2 separate regions of the Sus scrofa genome follow, and region 1 is linked to region 2. A link is a contact called in public Hi-C data. All regions are on one chromosome and are shown on one strand. The core of a region is the stretch at or near the end of the contact, and the rest is flanking DNA. Distances in the headings are between cores, read along the strand shown. Region 1 holds the start of RABAC1 (Rab acceptor 1). Region 2 holds the start of SIRT2 (sirtuin 2).

Region 1 (3,613 bases), core at 227-2,726, 2.2 Mb before region 2:
TCCACCCAGCCCACCCTTACCAGATACATAACTGGCAGGCTTCTGATGGATTCTGTCTTAGGTCTACCTGTTTCTTTGATTCCAACTCCCCCTTATCTCCACTCCAAACCTTGAGTTTCCCTTAGTTGGGAACTCAGGCCCTCTTTCTTCCCAGTGGTGCTTGGTGCCAGTCTAGGACCACATGAGCCACAGGCCTCAGCTTCCCTCTGAGAAGTCCCAAGATTTTTCTACTCCCATCCCAGGAAGCACGAAAGGGGGAGGACAGATTTAGGCTAGAGTAAAGTCGCCACCTGGCGTCCAATGTGGGTACTTGCAGCTGATGCTTTTGGCAGATGAGGGAGAGAGAAGGAGGAGGTTTAAAAGGCCAGCGGCTAGGTGGAGTGGTTCTTGGATATCTTCTGGGTTTGGGAAACAGCAATTTGGGGGGACTGAGAGTGGATAGGAGCATCAGGTGTGGGTATGGGGAATCTACTGTAGGTCTAGGATTGGGCAGACTTGGGTTCAAAAGGACTCAGGTTTGAGGTCTAAGGCTTGGATTCAAAGAGCCAGGATCAGAGGAGTTTGGGCAGATTTCTCACCAAACAGCACAAACTTGGACTGCAACGTGCGCAGATAGAGGATGTAACAGGCGCCAAAGAAGACAGCCAGAGCTACCAGCAGCATGGGCGATGTTACCCTGGAGGAGGGCAGGGAGGCACAGTCAGGCCGCTGGGGCTGCGTCAGACACGAAGGCCCTGACCTTCTACACCTGGGGACGTCCTTAGGACCACGCAAGTCTAGGTCATGTTTGGTCCCCCTGCATCCCAGCCAGGCTGATGGAGTAGGGACCTGGTCCTCTGGGGTAAAGATCCCACAGAGCTATCCCATGGGGACAGGGCCTGGCCAGTGCAGACATGGCAGCCTGGCGGGGGCGGGGCCTGGCTGAGGGGGGCTGTTCTGGCCAGAGAGACACTCACACGCAGTACAGGATGAGGCCCAGGAACACAAACACATAGTTGCTTTGGTAGTATTCCACGTTGCGTACGAGGCGCTGGCAAAGCTCGCCCAGGTTGCGGGGACGCGAAAAACGCCGCTGGTCCACGAAGGAGCCCCAGGGGCGGATGGTAGCACGGCGCCGCTCCAGCCACTCACGGCCCGCGCCAGAGGGAATCAGTTTCGGCAGCAGGGTCCTGGGGGGTGCGGGACCAGGTCAGCGGTAGACCGGGTTGGAGCCCGGACCCCCGAGCAAGAAGGGGGCCGAGGGGAGCGGGACTCCGGGGTTCTGGGGGGCGGGGGAGATATGGTCCAGGACTCCTGGATTCCAGGGGAGGAAGGGATTGAGCCGGGGCCAGGAGTCCGGATTCCTAACTCCCCAGGGATGAGGGGCGAGAAGCCATGACTCTCGGGTCTAGGTCAGGGGGGCTAGATTAGACTTGCTTACGTGGCGCTCAGCCCTTCCGCCTCGGCATCCTTCTGCTGGTCCTTCTCGGCCGCCATGTCTGTGTTGTGAGGGGAAGAACCGCTGTAACGAGGCTGGGGCCCTCCACACCCCACGGGCCCCGCCCGAAACCGGCCTCACTCGAAGTGGCCGGAGGGGACGTGGCGCCGTTCCGGCGCCGCTGGGGGCGGTAGGTTTGTCACGGAGTATTATGGGAGTTGTAGTCCTGACGATGTCGGGGAGAGTAGGCGCCCTGGTGGCTGCATGGCTCGAGGAGCACCTTGGGAGATGTAGTCGCGTAAAGCGACGTGGGTGCCTCGGGGGCATTGTGGGAGTTGTAGTTTCAAAGGTAGGACGTGCGAGGTCAGAGAAAGTGAGCTGTCAGGAGTCAGGGTGTCGGGGGAGTGTAAAGGCAGAAGACGTCGTGTACTACCCCGAGCAGTCTCTGTACAGTGGGGACTGTGTAGGGCTGTCATTCTGACTCTAAGGATATTAAAAAAAACCGTGATTAAACACTCAGATGTTCTGATTTATCAGATCTGGGGTGAGACCCATTCACTGGCTCTTTTTTTTTTTTTGTGGCAGGCAGGGAGTGGGGTGGGTGGGGACATGCTACGTTTTCTGGCTAAGGATCGAACCCTAGCCACAGCAGCAACCCTAGCACAGCAGTGACAGTGGGGGATCCTGAGCCACCAGGGAACTCATGGACCACATTTGAATAGTGAGACTGTAGAATATTTGTAGGAATCCATTCCATCCTTCTTCAAAGGCTAGTGAGGGGGCCATGGTTGCTGAAGGGGGTTATCTAAGATGGGGAGCAAAGCTCCCCCACAACTCTGGGCTCCTAAGGATGGATGGGTTAGGATTAGGACCTCAAGGATGCCCCTGCTATGGAGAGGGTAAAGGGAAGTAGGGGAAAGTAAAGGGGTGAGTTGTTTTTTTTTTTTTTTAATCTTTTTTTATTCCAGTTTTATTGAGGGGAATGAGGGATTTTAATTTTTAATTTTTATTTATTTATTTATTGTCATTTTAGGGCCACACCCGTGGCATGTGGAGGTTCCCAGGCTAGGGGTCGAATCAGAGCTGCAGCTGCTGGCCCACACCACAGCCACAGCAAGGCGGGATCCGAGGCACATCTGTGACCTACACCACAGCTCACAGCAACGCCAGACACTTAACCCACTGAGCAAGGCCAAGGATCAAATACGCGTCCCCATGGATACTTGTTGGGTTTGTTACCACTGAGCCATGATGGGAACTCTGAGAATTTTTAAAAGACGGAGTAGTTACAACTAAAAGAACTGGATTTCTTGGGTCAGAGGTCAAAATCCAGCCTGTGTTGATTTCATCAACTCCCTGTCTTCATTGGACAGTGAAGATCATCCTGGTTCCACACTCATGGGTTAAGGTTGGGTTGAATGATCCATGTGAAGTGCTTGAAAGAGTCTTGCTATTTTATAACCACTCAATAAATGGTGATGTTGTTTTTGCCACTACATTGTCATGAATGTTATGATTATTTCTAGAGTTCAGCCTTCTCAAATATGTCTGTAACGTAGTTGCTGCTGCTGGCCCCTTGGATGTCCCAAAGAGGGACTGGTGTCTGCCACGTGGGCCGCCTGTCTCTCCCCGGGTCCCCACAGCCATGGTTCTCTCAGTCTTTGCTCCTGAATGAGCTGTGGAAAACCGGCCAGAATTCTAAAGAGATGCCCTAGAATATGGCCTCAAGAAAATTATGTGGGGAGTTCCCGTCATGGCGCAGTGGTTAATGAATCTGACTAGGAACCTGCCCTTGCTCAGTGGGTTAACGATCCGGCGTTGCCGTGAGCTGTGGTGTAGGTCGCAGATGTGGCTCGGATCCTGTGTTGCTGTGGCTCTGGCGTAGGCCGGCGGCTACAGCTCCGATTGGACCCCTAGCCTGGGAACCTCCATATGCCTCGGGAGCAGCCCAAGAAAAAGGCAAAAAGACAAAAAAAAAAAAAAAAAAAAAAAAAAAAAGAGGAGTTCCCGTCGTGGCGCAGTGGTTAACGAATCTGACTAGGAACCATGAGGTTGCGGGTTCAGTCCCTGCCCTTGCTCAGTGGGTTAACGATCTGGCGTTGCTGTGAGCTGTGGTGTAGGTTGCAGACGCAGCTTGGATCCCGCGTTGCTGTGGCTCTGGCGTAGGCCGGTGGCTGCAGCTCCGATCTGACCCCT
Region 2 (3,734 bases), core at 979-3,478:
TGCCTGTGATATGGAAACTGAATAACATACTTCTGAAGAATCCGATGACCAAAGAAGAAATCAAAAAAGAAATTAGAAAGTATATTGCATTAAATAAAAACACTACACATCATGGAATTCCTGTTGTGACTCAGTGGTTAACGAACACAACCAGTATCCATGAGGATGTGGTCAATCCCTGGCCCGGATCACTGGGTTAAAGATCTGGCACTGCCATAAGCTGTGGTCTAAGTCGCACATAGGGCTCAGATCCCACATTGCGGTGGCTGCGGTGTAGGCCGGCAGCTGCATCTTCGATTTGACCCCAGCCTGGGAACTTCCGTATGTCGCAGGTAGGCCTTAAAAGCAAAACAAAACAAAATGACAAAAAACGACACAGCACATCAGAATTGGTGAGATACTGCTAAAGCACTACTCCGGGAAATTTACAGCATGAATCACTTATATGCGTAAAAAAAAAAAAAAAAAAGAGTCTCAAATCAATGACCTCAGCTTCCATCTTAAAAAACGAGAAAAAGAAGAAATTAAACCCCAAATAAGAGAAGAAAGTAAATAAGTCAGAACAGAGATCAACAAAATAGAAAGCAAAAAGAGAGAAAAAGAGAAAATAAATGAAACCACAGCTGGTTGTTTGAGAAGATCACTGTTTCCTGAGTGCCTCCTATGGGTCAGGGGCTGCTGGGTCACTGGGGATACAGCGGTAAACACGATACTCAAAAACCCCAGGTACATTCCCTCAATTGGGCCTTTACAACTGTTTTTCCCTCTATGTGCAATGTTCTCCCCAGATAATCTACTTGTCTCACTTCCCTGCTTTATTTTTCTCCAAAGAACTTCTTAACGTCTGACATGCTATTTTTCTTTTTTTTTTTAATTTTTGTCTTCGTTTCTTCCTGCCTTTCTTCTTTCTCTCCCTTTCTTACTTTAGGTCTGTGTATCTTTTTTTCTCTTTCCTTCTCTCTCCTTTTCTTTCCTTTTTCTTCCTCCTACCCTTCCTCCCTCCCTGTCAGTCTATCTGCCCTTCTGTCTATATACCCCCACTAGAATGTATGCTCCACAAGACAAATGTTTTTTGGGCTTTCCTCCCTGCCTTTAGGCCACACCTAAAACAGTTCCTGGAAAGTCGAAGGTGTTGGATTATTTGTTTAATAGATGAATTCCTGCTGTTATGTAGTTTCCATTTTCTCTTTGAATGTAAGCTTTGAAGATCAGAGTTCAGAAGGTGGGATCCTGGAGTCAAAAGCCAAGTATTAATTTCGAAATAAAATCTAAGGCTCATGTAAGTTAGGCGCTGAGGACCAAAGATCATATTTGGAGGATAAAGGTCAGGAGGAGCCTGTCTGAACTACAGTTCTAACAGAGGGCTAAGGACTGGGGTCAGGAAGGTCAAATCGAGTTTTGGATGTGGAATCGATCACTGAATGTGGGTCTGATCAATGAACGCATAACTCTGAGAATCAGTTCAAGAAAGGAAGGCCAGACATTATTGGGTTAGGATCAAAATTAGATAAGAAGTTGGTTTTATCAGAGGCCAGTCTTGGGGTCAGGAAGTCAAGCATCAAAAGACAGATTTAGGATTGAAAGGTTGGGAAGTCAGGATTGGAGATGTGGGACCCTGGGGCCCGATTTGTCAGTCTAAGGTTCACTCACGTGTCGCCATCCTCAGTGACGTAGCCGAAGACGAGGGGCGCCCACGATAGTCCCGGACCCAGCTCCGCGCCTAGGCCTGGTCCTCCGGGGGCCGCTGCGTCCGGACCCAGAGAGCCCAAGCCGCTGTCGCACCATTCATCGGTGTCCGCAGCTTTCCCCAAGCACGCAACCCCAGCCATGGCCCCCGAAGCCTCAGGGGCCCCCAGCGGCAGCCCGCCTGTCGCTGGGCTCTGCCTGGAATTCTCGAGCTTCCGCCCTGCGGGGAATTCCCCAACACGCCCCCCTGACTCATCCAATCAGGGTGGGCTAAGTAGTACACGCCCCGCCCCCATGCCACATGATGACCAATCAGAGCACTCAGGTGGACTACGGCGTTCTACCTTTTCCCACACTTTCCCGGAGTCCTTTACCAGCATGGCTGTGGACGTGGAGCCCTCTGGGACTCGTAGTCCGGCCTTTGCGTGGGGGCGCGCTCCGTACGCGGTGCAGAGCATTATATGCGATCGCGATGGCTGCTGGGAGTTGTAGTTCTCTGCCTTGTCTCGGCCCCCTCCTGTTTCCGGTGCCGTCACGGGACAGAGCAGTCGGTGACAGTCCCGAGGGCCCCCGCCCCGCGCCCATGGCCGAGCCGGATCGTGAGTCGGGGACCCCGGTGGGAGGGCAGGGCTGCACCGGGGCCTAGCTGAGGGTCGTAGGCCCCGGGGCCCGAGGGCAGGCTTGGTGGGGCAGGAGATGGGGGTTGCATGGGGGGGAAAATGGGATTCCGGGGGCAGTTGCCAAGTGATCCATATTGCTAGATTGGTGGCTTTCTGGGTCGCTAGGTTTTAAGGGTCCGTTTGCCACTTCCCCCAAGTTACTAATGATCACATGTTTCTCGCACCTTAGTTGCCAAGGACCCTCGTTGCTAGGGACTTAAGATGCCGCGGTCCTGGTTGCTAAGGGTACCTGGTTGTTAGTAGCAACTGTAGGATGCCAGGGTCCCCTCCTATTGCTTCCTTTTTCTCCGAAACCAACCCCACCCTGCCCGACACACACACACACACACACCACACACACACACACACTCTGCACCTCTTCTCCCAAACCTGCCAACAGGCAGAGTATGTCTTCTCTCCTTTCTATGGCTTCCCACTGCTTGTAAACCTAATGACACACACTCTCACACTACTACACCCTTCCTAACTCCTCCTAAGTCTTCCTCCATGCCGGGCGTGCTTTACTTTCTCTTCCCTCGCCTAAACCTTCCTGTCCCGGCCTCTTTGTCCCTCGCTAACCTCTCCTCCCAGCCGTCTGCACACTGATAAGGTCCGCTTTTCCCCATTGCCGCCCTCCTCCACTTCCATTTTACACCCCCACCCCACCCGGTATGACCAGGTTGGTGAGTTTTCTTGATCCCTCTGCCCCACTAATTTGAAGCCCTTCCTTCCCCCTTAACCACTCCCTTCACCTTAACCACGTCTGCTCCCCCTCCTCCCCCCAGCCTCAGACCCTGTGGAGACCCAGACAGGGAAGGTGCAAGAGGCTCAGGTGAGATGGGGCGGAAGGGTGGCGGGAAGGAGAGAGATGGACTTCCCACACCCCATCCTGGGAGGGAGGTGGCAGAGGGGAGATGGGAACCCCAGGGCCCTGAGCTCCCTGCCCCAGTCCCTCCCCCCACCTCCTGGTTCAGCCTCCCGGGGAATGGTGGATTCTGGGGACTGTCAGAGGAGGGCGTGCAGCCTCAGCCCCCGGCCTGCCCTTCCAAACCTTCCTCTCTCCTTGCCACCCCCCACCCCATCCCTTCTGAACCTCTTTTGCACTGCGCATGGAAGAGATCTCAGAGCCAAGTGTAGGGTGACAAGGAAAGCAGCTCAGGGCACCTTGGGAGCCCAGAGTAAACTTCGTGGAGTCCCACAGATTCCAGCCAGTCCTTTCCCTGGAGGAATCCCACAGGCTGATCTAGGAGTCAGGTTGAGGTACAGACTCGCAGTAGTGAGTGTAGAGTGACTTAGAATTTTCTTAGGTGAGGTGCGAATTGGGGTCCCACGCGGAGGGTACGGCTTGTGCAAACACGGGGAGGCGGGAGAGTGAGATGCGCTCAGAGG

What was found. A called contact is a pair of places that touch in the nucleus more often than the background predicts.
Region 1: a Hi-C map of liver shows a contact between it and region 2, with 12 times the contacts expected there. The contact joins the promoter of RABAC1 here to the promoter of SIRT2 in region 2. A contact is called at or near these places in 1 of 5 promoter capture datasets (liver) and 1 of 47 Hi-C or Micro-C datasets (liver).

Annotation. Positions count from the first base shown.
Region 1 is chr6:49,931,451-49,935,063 of Sscrofa11.1, reverse strand. It overlaps RABAC1 (Rab acceptor 1), which reads right to left and starts at 1,476. Exons shown (of 5, transcript NM_001031795.1): 1 at 1,421-1,476; 2 at 957-1,169; 3 at 579-676. The coding sequence starts at 1,476.
Region 2 is chr6:47,701,836-47,705,569 of Sscrofa11.1, reverse strand. SIRT2 (sirtuin 2) reads left to right here and starts at 2,228. Exons shown (of 17, transcript NM_001114271.1): 1 at 2,228-2,285; 2 at 3,131-3,177. The coding sequence starts at 2,270. It overlaps NFKBIB (NF-kappa-B inhibitor beta), which reads right to left and starts at 1,926. Exons shown (of 6, transcript XM_003355897.5): 1 at 1,651-1,926. The coding sequence starts at 1,829.